Linked DNA regions of Sus scrofa: all the other regions are linked to region 1. A link is a contact called in public HiChIP or PLAC-seq data. All regions are on one chromosome and are shown on one strand. The core of a region is the stretch at or near the end of the contact, and the rest is flanking DNA. Distances in the headings are between cores, read along the strand shown. Region 1 overlaps CTIF (CBP80/20-dependent translation initiation factor). Region 2 overlaps DYM (dymeclin). Region 3 overlaps DYM (dymeclin). Region 4 overlaps DYM (dymeclin).

Region 1 (3,972 bases), core at 231-2,730:
GCCCGGAGGCCCGGAGGAGGGAACCCAATCCGAGGTGAGGTGGAGCCGCCCTCCTGTGCCAGCCCTAGGAGCTGCCGCCTGCAGCTTCCCAGAGCCCCTGGCATCTGACCTGTGGCCCTCTGGGTGCCCTGGGGGCCTGGGATCCAGCCAAGGAAGAGAAAGCCAGATGCCTGAGAGGGCCTGGGGGGTGGGTGGCGCTCATGCCCCCCGGGCGCTGCACGCTTTAAATAGCTCAGCTTCTCTCAGCCTAGCAGCCCGCCAGCTTCTTCTTACACTTTCCACACCAGAGACGGCTGATTTCTGGGTCTGGATGGGGAGCGGGTAAGAGGACGGGGTGACCTGGCCTCCATGGGCAGCGGAGTTGAGGAAGGAAAGCAAAGTTCCCTCTGTTCCTCTACAGCTCGTGGGACTTCATCCTCCAGGCCAGGCAAGCATCCTCAGCCCCTGATGGGTGAGGGCCTCATAAGCTCTCCTGTCTCCCAAGGGAGACGTGTGTACCCAAGCCAGGCCACACTCTGCTCAATAAACCCAAGACCAACACCCACATCCCAGAGAGCCTCCATGGCCTCCCTCCCTGCCCCAGGTCCGATTCCCGCAGGGCCCACTCTTGGTGGGGCCATGACCCACCACCGCCCCAGAACCTCCTGGGGCCCCTGCTCCTTCCTGCTGCCCCCGCCAGGCTCCTCTAGCCCGGCTCTGTCTTTGGCAGCCTCAGCATTCACCAGTCCAACCATCACAGCTCCTTCTGTTTAGGTGGCACTTTACAGTTTACAAACTATCTTCACAGCCTCATTTCATAAGAACTTTCCAACCACCCCGCACAATGCACAGGGTAGATATAAATAATCCCCCTTTTAGAGCCAACGAGACCAAGAGCCAGCGAGATTAGGGGATATATCTGAGTTCATAGGTCAAATCACTGATACAATCGAGACCGAAACCCAGGCCTTAACCATGTGCCCTGTACGAAGAATGTCCCCTCTTGCCGCGCCCCTCCCCTTCTCCCACTGTCTGGCAAGAGGGGACAGAGGAACATTGACAGGAACACAAGACAAGGGTGAGGGAGGGCAGGGTCACACGTCTTCTCTCCCAGGCCCTGAACCCTGCTGCTGGCTCCATAGGTCACTTTCACAACCCAGGACAAAAATCTCACTAGATACGGCCTCAGACCGCCTGGCTCCAGCCACCCTCGCCGGCAGACGCAGACACACAGAGAACAGGCTGTTATCTCTCCTCTCCAGCCCGTTTCCTACACTTCTCACACAGCAGATTTCTTCCAGCCTGGCTGCCTCTCCCAGTCACCACCCACAGCCACTGGCCCCTGGGGCCTGGCCAAGTCCCCTAGACAGTGACGCCGAGTCCCTGCTATCAGACAGTCGCCTCTGCCCTCCCAGCCGCCGCCCCCAGAGTTCCCTGGAAATGTCCCTTCTGCAGGCCCGGCCCCCACGGCGACGCATGGCTTTGTCTGCACACACAGCTGACTTGTGTTTGCAGGGACAGACAGGGGCTGGCGCTGGGGCCAGAGCCAGGAGGCGCTGGGAGGGTAGGGCAGACGACGGGGAAAACACAAAGTCCAGAGAACAAACTGTTGCAAGCAAGCCCTCTGGGGTCATTTGGGAGCCTGACAGCAAGGAGGGGGCTGGCGAAGCCAGAAGCTCCTCGAAGACAGGGATGGGGTACTTTACAAAGATACTTCGTCTGGTCTGAGTACAGCAAAGCTGTGCCAGCCAGGAAGGGTAGGTTGACAGAGGTGGGGGCCTGGGGACAGATGGCAGGGAGAGACAGGGCCTTGAGACCATCTACACTCCTTTCTCTGAAGCCCCACCCCAGCGCTCTGCCCCCTAGGTATACAGCGGGTGCTCTATAGGTGCTTGTTAAGCTCAGTCAGCCTCCAGCCATCTTGCCCCCATGGGGTTCTCATTCCAACCAGCTCTCAAGCAGGCTGCCTCTTCTGTCGGGGCTGGAGGGAGAGGAATGGGGCACCCGGGGCAATGCACCAGCACAGTATGTTTTTGAACTTCCCTTTTATAAGGCAGAAGAGCCACAGTGTCTGCGTGGTCACACCACGATTACAGGGAGAGGATGTGCACGCACCCCGGGCCACAGAGGCGCACAGGGGAAAGAGCTGTAGTAAGTGTCCCTCGCCTTCCCGCAGCCCCTCTTCCGACTTTGTCTGTTTTGAACTCTGGGCTACTTAACCAGATTCTGAAATGAAGCCACAGCTGCTGAAATGCATAGGGGTCATAATAAATCAAGCTTGGGGGTGGGGAAGGGAAGTTTAAAAAAAAAAAAAAAAAAAAGGCAAGGCATGGCAGCAGCAGGGAAGAAGGCTTTTCACAGTGTGGCTCCTTCTCCGGAGTGACACTCTGGGCTGGGTGCCGGGGAAACCTTAGAAGGGCTCCTTTGGGATTGAGCAACCAGGCTGCCTCGGCTCACACCCCAGGGTCCTCACTTCTTAATAATTTAGAATGTCAGAAATGAGACAGCATGCAGGCGTGCATGCTCTGTCTTCCTTTTGACTTTGCGGGCCTCATGTCCTGTCCTCTCAGGCTTGGTGGGCAGTGAGGAGTGGACCAACTAGTTGAAGATGCCGCCACTCCTTCCTCTGGCTTAGACAGGTGACAGAGGCTTGAAGCCTCATCTGAGACATGATCCACTTCCTCTGTGGCCAGGGCCTGTCATAGGAGACTTAAACTGCCCCTGACCATGGAGCTGCCAACAAAGGGGCACTCACAGATGCCCATGTGCCCAGGGCATCAGAAGCGCCCACTCAACAGGACCCACTGTAACTCAGAGTTGCAGCCTCCAGCCCCTGGGACTGCCAAGTGGAGCAAATCAAACTGACCTGAGTTCCCTTTGACTTTTTTCATGAATCACGATGGTTCTGGGCTGGAAACTAGTGGGTGGGATGGCCACGGAAGAGAAGCTGAGGCCAGCCGGGGACAGCCTGGTGGAGAGGGACACCTCTGCCCCCTGTTCCCACTGACAGGCAGGGAGCAGCAGACCCTGAGTAACCAGAGCTCAGGTCTGGAAACCATCTCCAGATTCTTTCAGCCATAAGATGACAATGGAGAGATCACATGGCCACTGTTCTATCTGCAGGGGAGGAGGCACCAATCGAGTCATCTGAAAGGCATCTTCTTATCTCATTTTCCCCCACTTACTTTCTACCTTCTACCTGGTCCTGCCCCATGCCCAAAACAAATACCCCTCCAGCCAATAGAGGCACTTGGGCAGCAGGACAGTCTGAGGAGGTGTGGTATAGGGCAATGGGGGTGGGGAGGCACTGGGGTCCAGCTCCGCTTCTACCACTGACTGGCTGTGTGACTTCAAGTGTCTGTGTGACTTCAAGTGTATTTCCTAAGCTTTCTAGCACTTCCCCCGCCTTTTCTATCACTTTCTTTAGCCACATGTAGAATGGAACTAATAATGCCCACCTTGCAAAAGTCTAATGAGTACTTAGGGTGCACAGTATCTGCACACAGCCAGTGCACGATAAATGCCTGCAGAGTGACTGCCGTCCTGGAAGGGGGAAAAGGACAGTGCTCTCAGCCAGACACCTGACAGGAACCCTTAGACCCTGGGGGAATGGCACTATGCAGGCCCACCCTGGGGGTCTGGAAGGGACTCCCAGACCAGAGGTGTCTTGTCTCAGGGCTGGGGCCCCACAGAGGCTGGAAACTGCAACACCAGAGGGTGACTGTGGCAGAGTCACCATTGTATGGCTGAAATCTTCCTTGTGGGAAAACGCAGAGGACCCAAGGTGCTGGGCTGGACTGGGAGGGGCCTGCAGGCAGGTGAGGCTTGCCTTGCGTGCCGGCACCCCCTGCAGGCTGCTCTGCCCACAAGGCAGGCGCTGACTCCCTACCCCAACCAGGAGGGAGGGGAGGAATGGCTAGGACTGCAGACCCCTCCACGTGGGGAGCATCTGCTCTTTTTTGGTCAACTCACCAGCAGCAGCGGCAGTTAACA
Region 2 (3,936 bases), core at 30-2,529, 470 kb before region 1:
CTCTATTTTGTTATAACATTTTGGAAATAATTTTAATTTAAAAATAAATCTAGAGAACACCTCTACAAAAAGTTTCTTGCTTTCTGTTAATATCCCTCCATTCTGATTCCTTGCCTGAAGGATCATCAAATTGCCTGTATTTCACAAGTATTTCCCTCAATGAAAACCTCATTGAATATAGATGGGTTTTAATGATAATGTTTTATTTTGGATTGGTAGGAGGTCTAAGCGATGGTTTTTGCAGTATAAGCATTTCTTTTAAACTTATGTGATTTATTTTTTAAAAGACAGAATTAACTTGTTCTTGCCCAGTGCCTGGGCAATAAAGAAACTCCAGTTTTTCCACTGCTTTGGTCTTTGTTGATCCTTGTTTGCTCTTGGCATAGCAGTAGCCAGGAAAGGAAAAAGGAATATTTTGCCTTAAAAATCTTGCTTTCTGTACTTCCTACAGCTAGTGGCGCTTTGAACATAACTACATTTTTTTTCAGGAAAGCCTGACATAGTTTTCTTTTTCAGTTTAGTCCTTTCTTTGGACACTATGTTGAGAAAACATTTAGACAGCTCCCAGTTGAAAATTTGTAAGTTTCCAATAGAAAATTTATATTTAGAGATTGCTGTTATTATACAGTAAAGGGTTTTGTTAGACTTGATGGGACATGTGAAAACTTTGTAGTTTAATTTCCATTTAGACTGTTGACACATTCGATATGTCAATTTTTAATTGACATTTATCTGAATTTTGATTTCTTATAAGTAAAGACCTTTCTGGACAGAATTGCCATGTGGGAAATTAAACATTAAAATAATTTACTATTGTGAATGAGCGGAGATTTTTACCCTGCTTTCAAGCTGACAAATTAGCCTGTCACAAATTTGTGGACCCTGGTCCAGACTCAAGATTCCTAGGCCAGGAGTTACCATCATGGCGCAGTGGAAAAGAATCCGACTAGGAACCGTGAGGTCGTGGGTTCGATCCCTGGCCTCGCCTAGTGGGTTAAAGATCCAGTGTTCCCATGAGCTGTTGTGTAGGTTGCAGACGTGGCTCGGATCTGGCATTGCTGTGGCTGTGGTGTAGGTTGGCAGCTGTAGCTCCGATTTGACCTCTAGCCTGGGAACCTTCATATGCCATGGGTGCGGCCCTAAAAAAAGCAAAAAAAAAAAAAAAAAAAAAAAAAAAAAAGAAGAAGAAGATTTCCGTGTCAGAGACAAATGACAGTTTATTGCTCACCATGGTGTGTGCCAGGGTTTCATCATTTTCTTGCGTGGCTCCCCATGCCCAGAGAAGCGTGACAAGGGTCAGGTAGTATCTGCGCATGCAATGGGTTACATTACAGGAGAGAACCCTCAGCTTAGGAAATCCCATCTTTCATAGCAGGCTTCAAGCAACCCTGCCCAGACTTTGTTTTGGACAGAGACATCTTTAATATATTTGACAGCAGCAACCTGCTGTTGGTTCTAAAGGGAGTCACTCTTTCTCCTTTCCATGTCTATTCACTCTCCAGAAATCCATGAAAAACTAGTCCAGAGGACAAGGCTGCTAAAACCTCTGCTTTCAAGATGTGCAGAAACACTAAAGACCTATGGGGAACTCTCTCCCCATGGTATTACTAGCTATTTATGCATTTCTGTTGCCAATTGGAAAAACCTGTCACCAAGTCATTTAGTTAATTGATACTGTTTTAGGTTTTCTATCTCACTTGCTAATGTGCTGGATTTATGTATCTTAGAAGAGGTAGTAAAGGGCCAAGTGGCCTCACTAGCCTCTGCTTTGTCCATGTGTCCTAATGAATCTTCTACTCAGGTGTCAATGTCAGTAATACCACCCTTACAGCCTTGTTTTTGAGTGGCTTTGACATAACCCAAGTATTTTTGCATTCAACACAAATCATAAAATTTTAGATTTGGAAGGATCTTTAAAGAACATCCAAGACAAGTTTGCACACTTCACTTGTGGAAATATTGACACCTAGATTTATCATGTGACTAAGTCTAAGTGAAAACTATTGCAGAAGCAGATGTAGAAATCAAGCCTCCCAGCTCCTTGCCTAGTGTTCTTCTCAGAACGAAAGAGAAAAACCGTGTGTGTTCATGCACATGTATTCTCTCTCTCTTACATAGTTGTGATCCCTAATACATTTAAAATGCTAAGGCCAGGTAAGAGAAATAAAATCACTTAATAAAGCATTTTCCTGCTTGATGAATTGCACATGCTTGATGGACTTTGTAAAAAGCAGCTTTGTCCAAGACAAAGAAATAAGAGTTGTGCTAACAGGAGAAATGAGAGTAAACAGAAGGTAAAGAGATTTAAAATGACTCATGTGCCCAATATAAATACAGACGGGCCCACAAGGGATGAGAGAATGCTGCTTTAGGAGAGATAGAAGGATAGTTGGGAAAAGGTACCTGCTACAAAGGAGGGTAAATGCTGTCACAAATACTGATGAATATCTTGAGCATTTAACATTTGTTTATTCTTTAAATGGGCCTCAGTTTCCTCATTTACAAAATGGCAATATCCTGCTAGGACTGCTTTGAGGAATAAATGGGTTTTTATACGCAAAGCGCTTAGAATAGAGCCTTTTCAGTAGCAATCACCTAGAAATTAGCAGAGGAAAAAAAAAAATCTTCCTTATTAGAGGACAGACAGCACAATGTCTTGCTTGTGATGGCCCAGTATGTATTTGAACAAATGATGAAATTCTGATGCTCTAATGAGATTAAAAGAAAAATGGTTAAATCTGCAGTTCTAAGGAGGAAACAACATGCCATATAGACCACCATTTTATTTTTTGCTTATTTATTTTGTCTTTTTGCCTTTTCTTGAGCTGCTTCCGCGGCATGTGGAAGTTCCCAGGCTAGGGGTCAAATCGGAGCTGTAGCCACCGGCCTACACCAGAGCCATAGCAACAAGGGATCCGAGCCACATCTGCGACCCACACCACAGCTCACAGCAACACCGGATCCTCAACCCACTGAGCAAGGCCAGGGATCGAACCCGCAACCTCATGGTTCCTAGTCGGATTCGTTAACCACTGCGCCCCAATGGGAACTAACTCCTCAGTGGCAATCTTTTAGTAAGTGCTGACTGAGATGATTCCAGGATGAATTGTGGGGTCTCAGACACCTTGTGATACTGTAGCAGCTTTTCTCAGTTAGGGTTTCAGGACTGAGTCAAACCCTCTGGGGAATGTGATGAATGACAGTTGTCTTAGTTCTTTTATTTTCTTTGTATATCTACCTTTTTCTCCTTATTCTGGATTCTTTCGAAGTGGTTTCTGACACTTTATCAAAATTGTACGATGTTAAAAGGATGAGATTTTTATGAGCATCTATTATGATTTGGTCCCTCCACAGGTTAGAAAAAATAAAGTCAGTGTTGCCACTGTTTTTCAAGTTTGGACATTACCCATATTTTGGATTCTCAGTCATTCAGAATCCAGTTCACTCTATCACACGCAGCTTGTCATTGTATTATGGAGACTGTCCAATTGTGACTATAGCTGTGTATGAGGTACATAGTCTCTGTTTTAGAGATGAGGAAACTGAGACTCAGAGATCCTGCAAAACTTATTCAGGATCAGACAGCTCATAGTGTGGAGGAGCTGAAATCGGAATCCTTGAGTGACCCTTGTCTAGAGGCGTGCTTTCCTCTCTCTATGGCAGACCTGACATTGATAAATACTGAAAAGGAAAAACAGATGTCAACCACTTTAAACTCAGGTTCTCAGTTAGGAATGAGTGAAATGTCTCCTGTATAGAGTTTCTTCAGTTTTCTTCCTTGGATCACACCAATGCAGAGGTTGTCACAGTGCACTTCACAGACCACAGAGGTTCCATGGGGTCTAAACCATTTTTAAGAATGAGACATCGTATGCCATTTTCACCATGTGGACATTTGCACCAGTGTTGTAAAAGCAAAGTTGGGGTAAAACTGCT
Region 3 (3,575 bases), core at 1,004-3,503, 320 kb before region 1:
TTTTCCCTCTTTCTGCCACCCATGTACCCTTGTGCCCAAATTTGCATCTTAGAATGTATTCATTCATCTGTTCCTCTGCTGAATTTCCATCATCATCATCATCATATATATTACATATAAAACACAAACAATATAATTTAAAAATGTGGTTTGACTGTTTGTTCCATCCATGGCCAGTCCACTTTGAATCTGACATTGCTAAGGCATTCTTGGGGAAACACAGGTGTCTTCAAAAAATATTGTATCACTTTGCTGGAGAGAAAAGCAGAATCTGTGCTGCATATTCAACAAATAGTATGGAAGTAAAGTTCTGGAGGAGGTAAGAGGAAGGAAAGAGAGACATCATTGGGAAGATTTTAAGGAGAAGTTTGACCCTGATCTCCCTTGATGGGAGATGGAAGAGGAGGAATCCAGGCAGAGGAAATCCAGTAAGAAGACCCAGGATGAGTTCAGCTTAGTGTCCATCCAAAACAATCAGACTCCTTTAATTCCCTCCACCAAATTAATGTGGTTTTGTTGTTTCTTGATACGCTAAAGTCACCAGACTAGTGGCTTTCCAGCTTTTTTTGACCACCACCCATACTAAACAGTACATTTGACACATTTTTGTGTACAACTGAAACAAAAGCTTCATAAAACATAAATGTTTCATCTATGTGTCATGAGCTCAGATATTTCCTATTTTATTACTTTTCTTTCTTTTTTAAAAAATTTCCAGTCAGACCTGTTGAATTGATTACATGGGCCATTTTTATTTAGTGACTCCATTTAAAAATAATTCCAAGCTCAGTGATTTTCACAGTGTGATCCTTACACCAGCAGCATCAGCATCCCCTCAGAACTTATTAGAAATGGAAACTTTCGGGTGCTCCCCAGACCACCTGATTTGGAAAGCTCTGGGGCTGGCATCCAGCAGTCGCCCTCCAAGTGACTTCTGATGTGGGCTCAAGTTTAAGAAGCACAGCAGGAGTTCCCGTCATGGTTCCGTGGAAACAAATCTGGCTAGGATCCATGAGGATGCAAGTTCGATCCCTGGCCTCGAGCACGGGGTTAAGGATCCGGCATTGCCGTGAGCTGTAGTGTAGGTCGCAGACTTGGCTTGGATCCCACATTGCTGTGGCTGTGATGTAGGCTGACAGCTGTAGTTCCAATTAGACCCCTAGCCCAGAAACGTCCACGTCTTGGGTGCGGCCCATAAAAGACAAAAAAAGAAGAAGAAGCACAGCAGTAGATAATCCTCTCAGACACACCAGCACTCTCCATACTTAGGGCCTCTGCTCTGGCTTCTCCTTCTTGCCTCAATTGCTTCCCCTCCCCCAGATATCTGCACACCTTCAAGTCTTTACCCACATGAGCAAACGAAGACTCCCTGCCAGTGAGGCCGTCCCTGACCTCGGTGTTTATATTTCAGCACTCCCAATCCCCCTAATCCTACTGTAGGTTTCCTTTTCCCACAGCATTTATCACCTAGCACACTATGTAATCACTTGTTATTATTCTTTCAGATAATGTGAGCTCCAGGAAGTCAGGAATCTGTAACATTTTGTTCACAGATGTACCTGAAGGTCATATCTGGCACATGGTGGGCACTTTAATATTTGCTGAATGGAAGAGAAAGAGAAAAGAGGGAGGCCATTGATCACTAAGTGATGATCCCAGATGCTGCTTCAAGTAAACATTGTCTTTTGGAGAACAGCTCTCCATAGACTCTTGCAAGGTCAACTCTCTTCTCAAAATATTCTAGAGGAGAATAAGAGTAGAGGCCCTGGTCACTTTGCTGAAATAGATACATTTTTTAAGCCTGTAATGTTCTACACTCATGCATTCTTATAGCTGCAAAGCCCTAGTCCAAAGACCTTGTACTCCTCATCAGTAAGTTAATTACTATGTAAACTGGCCTCACTAAATTTTTAATCATTTCTCAGGGATTCTCTTCTTGGCTCTCACCTGCTGGGAGATTTTTAAGGAAACTCCATACTGTTTTCCATAGTGGTTGCATCAGCTTCCATTCCCACCAACAATGCGGGATAGCTCACTTTTTTCCACACCCTCTCCAGCATTTATTGTTTGTAGATTTTTTGTGAAGGGATGTTCTTAATTGAGCATATATGCCAAAAGTTTCTGAAAAGTTTTAAGGTGATATAAGACTTTTTAAAGAAACTGTCTTATTAAACACCAGTACAATTCCTTACTCATAGCAAAGTTGGTCATTTAGGGAAGCAAAACTCTTTCCTTATCATGGCTTTCATTTCTGGGGCAAGTTGGGAGGGGCAGTGATTGGCACATAACTAATCACACAGGGAAGCTGGTAAGCATCTTGCCACAGAGTTGAAGTTTTTTGTCCAGCATTTGTTGGTTTTAGAAGATCCAAACTCCTAAAACTCTAACATAGTTCTATGAAGAATGTGAATACGGTTGATATGTAACAGTGAGTTTGAGATAATTAATAGGCTAACATAACAATTTTTGTTTTCCTGTCAATTCAACACACCCAGTTCTTTATAGGAATCTTGCCTGGGAATTCTGAGAGCACTAAGAAGTACCTTGGACAATGAACACTAATTGGTAGGGATCTAATCCATTTTGAAACTTGGAAATAATGATATTGTCTTTAACTCAAGCACAGTTTGAAATAAGAATTTGGACAAATAGTTTGGGGGATTTCCTAATTTTTGACAAATACAGTGCTAGTTATTTGATTGTAAAGATATGCTCTTCTTAAAGAAAATCTAGTATGTAAAAACCCCAACATTAAAAAACAATAAATTATAGACTAATTGGCTGTGTCCAGGAAGAATCTTTGCTCATCAAAATGATTTCTCACGTGATCTTTCAAATAGAAAGGACCCTGTTACATTTAAATATGAAACAGTTTCCAAAAAGCGCTTAAAGTCAGCTTTTCTCTGGAATAGTTAAGTTAAACCAGACTGGTGTTTAGTATCAAATTATATTTTTGCCTTAAAATGAGATTGGAAGGAATGTATTTTAGACCCATTTTTAGAAGTATATTGAATCACAAGAATAGTAACTTGTTCATAGTCATGCATCATACCTAGAATTGTAATCAAGATCCCATCTACTGATAAATTCACCCTTTTTATTTTTTTACTTTTTAAATCGTGAGAAAGTGAAGATTTTTTTTTTTTTTTTTTTTTTTTTTTGGCTTTTGTTGTGGTTGTTGTTGCGGTTGTTGTTGCTATTTCTTGGGCCGCTCCCGAGGCATATGGAGGTTCCCAGGCTAGGGGTTGAATCGGAGCTGTAGCCACCGGCCTATGCCAGAGCCACAGCAATGCGGGATCCGAGCCGCGTCTGCAACCTACACCACAGCTCACGGCAATGCCGGATCGTTAACCCACTGAGCAAGAGCAGGGACCAAACCCGCAACCTCATGGTTCCTAGTCGGATTCGTTAACCACTGCGCCACGACGGGAACTCCAGAAAGTTAAGATTCATGTACTCACTCTTTAGAACAAGAAAAGGAACATTGCCAAGAGTGCAGAAGTCCCAGTATACGTACCCTGTCCACCTGTAAACACACACTGTCTTGAACTTGAAGATAATTGCCTTCTTTTTTT
Region 4 (3,428 bases), core at 349-2,848, 400 kb before region 1:
ATCTGAAAGGTGATTAAAGAAAACAGTAGCAACCTTAAAAAAGTAAGTGGTACACTATGTACATCTTTGGTGATAACTCAGGTTCTATTGGTCATTGCCATTGCTCACAACACTATGTATAAGTGAATTAACATTTGAAGCCATGTTTTCATTGTTATTCTCTTTTAAATTGCTTGTTAAATGGGAAAATTAGGTTTGTCCCTTTTTTCTTCCCTAGAAATGGCCAACAGCCACATAAAATTATGTGTCCTGGACTAATGCTTAGACCTCTTATGTGTAAAAGATGGAAAAGGCAAATGAAAGGGTCCTCATGCAGTGGTGGAATCCTGGATGTATACTTGCCACACCAGGATGGAGAGAACTGTGTTAGCAAGGAGTTTGATTATAAGCATATGTTTTCCTTCTCACTGTAGTACATAGAGTACTTTCAGTCTGCCTAGGGATTTCTGAGTTTAAGAAAGTGTTTATTCTCATTATACCATATAACTCGCCAGTCAATTGAGTAACAACGTAGAAAGCAGATAGCAAGTTACAAAAGCATTAGTGTTATTACTTTAGTACAGCCATGTTTGTCTGAACATCTCAGGGGAAAGCTGAAGCCTTCAACCAGCTTCTAGATAATAAGGAAATGCCCTGGCTGCTTAAAGAAAAATAAAACAAAAATTGCACTCAGGTTCTCCATAGGGAGAGAGAATGCCCACCACAGAGAGGGTTAAGCGTGTCTAGGAAAGACAGTGAAGTTCAGTTGGCGTGGCTGAGCTCTGATGTCTTTATACCAGAGTTTCATAAAATTTAATTCAGTAACTGAAGAGTCATGGGAGAATTCTTAAAAGACTCTTTTGACAATTTTTTAATAAGAATAAACCTCTGAAAAAGAGCGGATGTACATATATATATATAAATCAACCACTATTGTGCAGCAGAAATTATCGCAACAATATAAATTAATTATACTTCAATAAAACTTTAAAAAATGAAAAAACAGCAAAAAGAATAAACCTCTCAAACAATTTTGGCCATATAAAAACAGAACCTGAATATAGAAAATGAAACAAAAATAATGAGTTATAGTTGCTTTTTAAATACAACTGAGCTTTTAATTATGACTCTTGTCGCCATATCACGTAAGCTTTGTTTCCCTAACTTCTAACAATTAGCCACTACTTGAGAGGAATCTAACTTTTATTTGAGGTGGAATCATGAGGAACCAAATTATATTGCCCCCTAATCATCAAAGAACTTTTGAACCTTTTCACAGGACCCACTTTTCCATCTCATTCCCAAAGTAAATGCAAAGGCCCAAGCCAAAAAGACCCTGGCCAAAAAGAGTTAGGAGCCAGATCAGAAAATCAGAAGAATAAATAGAAACAGTTTATCATCAACTTTCTGAGCAAATACAGTCATTCCCCACTTCCCCACAATTTTGCTTTCTGAGGTTGCATTTACCCAGAATCAGCCATGGTCTAAAAATCTTAAAATGGAGAATTCCAGAAATAAACAATTCATAGTTTTAAATTTCATTCATTCTGAGTAGCATGATGAAATCTCTCGATGTCCAGCTCTGTCCTGCCTGGGACATGAATCATCCCTTTGTCCAGCATATCCCGACTGTTAGTCACATAGTAGCCATCTGGGTTATCAGATGACTTTCAGACATTTGGTTTCTTCAGAAATGTATTATGAAGTCTTCTGACCTTGTTCCATATGACAAGATAATTTAAATTCAGGAATTTTTCCATTTTTTCCCCTTGTTCATTTTAGGTCTTTCTGTTTTGAAGATTCCTTGTCAGTGTTTACTATTTAACTCAAATGTCAAAACCATTTGACTCAAATAGTTGATCGGTTGGGTAATATTGAAAGCTATCTTCAGCCATCTGTTTGTGCCTTTATTGAGCTGGTGTTAATATCTTCTTCTTCACACACACACAAGTAAATAAATACAAAAATACACGTACATACTTCTCTGTATTTCATAGTATCAGTTTTGGATGAGACTGTCACTTAAAAATTTTTCTGAAGATTTAAAGGTTGGAGTCAAGAATCTAACTTTTATAAAATATGAAAACAGGGATTCCCATCATGGCACAGCAGAAACAAATCCGACTAGGAACCATGAAGTTGCGGGTTCAATCCCTGGCCTTGCTCAGTGGATTAAGGATCCCGTGTTGCCATAGGCTGCGAGGTAGGTCGCGCACACAGCTCGGATCTGGCATTGCTATGGCTGTGTCATAAGCCGGCAGCTGTAGCTCTGATTAGACTCCTAGCCTGGGAACCTCCATATGCCACAGGTGCGGCCCTAAAAAGACAGAGAAAAAAAAGCAAAAACTTGAAGACAATTATTGGAGTTCCTGCTGTGGTGCAGTTGGTTAAAAATCTCGATTTCAGTCCCTGGCCCAAGAACTTCCATATGATGCAGGTGCAGTCATTTAAAATATATATATATATATTTCTTAAATGTGTCGCCATATCTAAGAAGTTTGAAACTACGAAATTTGTCACTGTTAAAACAGTTCCTTTTAGATGTTGTCTTTTTTTTTTTTTTTTTTTTTCATTTTAGGGCCACACCTGAAGCATATGGAAGTTCCCAAGCTAGGGGTCGAATCTGAGCTGCAGCTGCTGGCCCATGCCACAGCCACAGCAATGCCGGATCCGAGCCATGTCTGCAGCCTACACCACAGCTCATGGCAATGCCAGTTCCTTAACCCACTGAGCAAGGCCAGGGATTGAACCCACATCCTCATGGATGCTTGTCATATTCTTAACCCACTGTGCCTCAATGGGAACTCCTAGATGTTGTCATTTTTGAAGAAATTGTTCTGGGGTATTTATCCCAGTGATGGCGACATTAATCAGAAATATTGCTTAAAACTTTGATTTTGAGAGTTACTACTGTGGCGCAGTGGGTTAATGATCCAGCTTGTCTCTGTAGAGGTGCTGGTTTGATCTCCAGCCCAGTGCAGTATGTTAAAGGACCTGGTGTTGCTGTAGCTGTGGTAGGTAGGTCGCATTTCCACCTGTGATTCTATCCCTGGCCTGGGAACTTCTATATGTCACAGGAGCAGCAAAAAAAGGAAACAAAACAAAACTTTGATTTTTGGGATTATTTTAACATGATGTGAGGTAAAAATGAAGACGGCATAGCACATACACACCTATGGGGGTTCTAAAAGGCTATTTAAAACAAATGCATGAGGAGTTCCTGCTGTGGCTCAGTGGTAACAAACCTAACCCTAATCCATGAGGGTGTGGGTTTGATCCTTGGCCCCACTCAGTGAGTTAAGGATCCGGTGTTGCCATGAGCTGCAGCGTAGGTCACAGACACAGCTTGGATCCTGTGTTGCTGTGTCTGTAGCATAGGCCGGCAGCTGCAGTTCTGATTGGATCTCTAGCCTGTAAACTTCCATAGTGGCCCTTAAAAAAAAAAAGAA

The links. HiChIP or PLAC-seq counts read pairs in DNA pulled down with a chosen protein or histone mark.
Region 2: a contact with region 1 is called in an H3K27ac HiChIP or PLAC-seq map of alveolar macrophages. The contact joins two enhancer-like sites. A contact is called at or near these places in 2 of 2 datasets of contacts at active chromatin or transcription factors (alveolar macrophages and skeletal muscle).
Region 3: a contact with region 1 is called in an H3K27ac HiChIP or PLAC-seq map of alveolar macrophages. The contact joins two enhancer-like sites. A contact is called at or near these places in 1 of 47 Hi-C or Micro-C datasets (epiblast stem cells) and 1 of 2 datasets of contacts at active chromatin or transcription factors (alveolar macrophages).
Region 4: an H3K27ac HiChIP or PLAC-seq map of alveolar macrophages shows a contact between it and region 1. The contact joins two enhancer-like sites. A contact is called at or near these places in 2 of 2 datasets of contacts at active chromatin or transcription factors (alveolar macrophages and skeletal muscle).

What each region holds. Positions count from the first base shown.
Region 1 is chr1:98,373,304-98,377,275 of Sscrofa11.1, reverse strand. All of the region lies in intron 9 of CTIF (CBP80/20-dependent translation initiation factor), which reads right to left. Among named protein-coding and RNA genes, the nearest start is that of TRNAD-GUC, 150 kb to the right of the region's middle. Within about 2 kb of position 1,480, at least 51 of the 83 cell types and tissues checked have an H3K27ac peak or open chromatin away from gene starts, as enhancers often do. A contact at or near this core is called in alveolar macrophages, where this site is marked.
Region 2 is chr1:98,847,909-98,851,844 of Sscrofa11.1, reverse strand. All of the region lies in intron 13 of DYM (dymeclin), which reads left to right. Among named protein-coding and RNA genes, the nearest start is that of DYM, 170 kb to the left of the region's middle. Within about 2 kb of position 1,279, at least 2 of the 83 cell types and tissues checked have an H3K27ac peak or open chromatin away from gene starts, as enhancers often do. A contact at or near this core is called in alveolar macrophages, where this site is marked.
Region 3 is chr1:98,690,674-98,694,248 of Sscrofa11.1, reverse strand. The region is part of intron 16 of DYM (dymeclin); the gene reads left to right. Among named protein-coding and RNA genes, the nearest start is that of SMAD7, 150 kb to the right of the region's middle. Within about 2 kb of position 2,253, at least 1 of the 83 cell types and tissues checked has an H3K27ac peak or open chromatin away from gene starts, as enhancers often do. A contact at or near this core is called in alveolar macrophages, where this site is marked.
Region 4 is chr1:98,771,316-98,774,743 of Sscrofa11.1, reverse strand. The region is part of intron 14 of DYM (dymeclin); the gene reads left to right. Among named protein-coding and RNA genes, the nearest start is that of SMAD7, 230 kb to the right of the region's middle. Within about 2 kb of position 1,598, at least 7 of the 83 cell types and tissues checked have an H3K27ac peak or open chromatin away from gene starts, as enhancers often do. A contact at or near this core is called in alveolar macrophages, where this site is marked.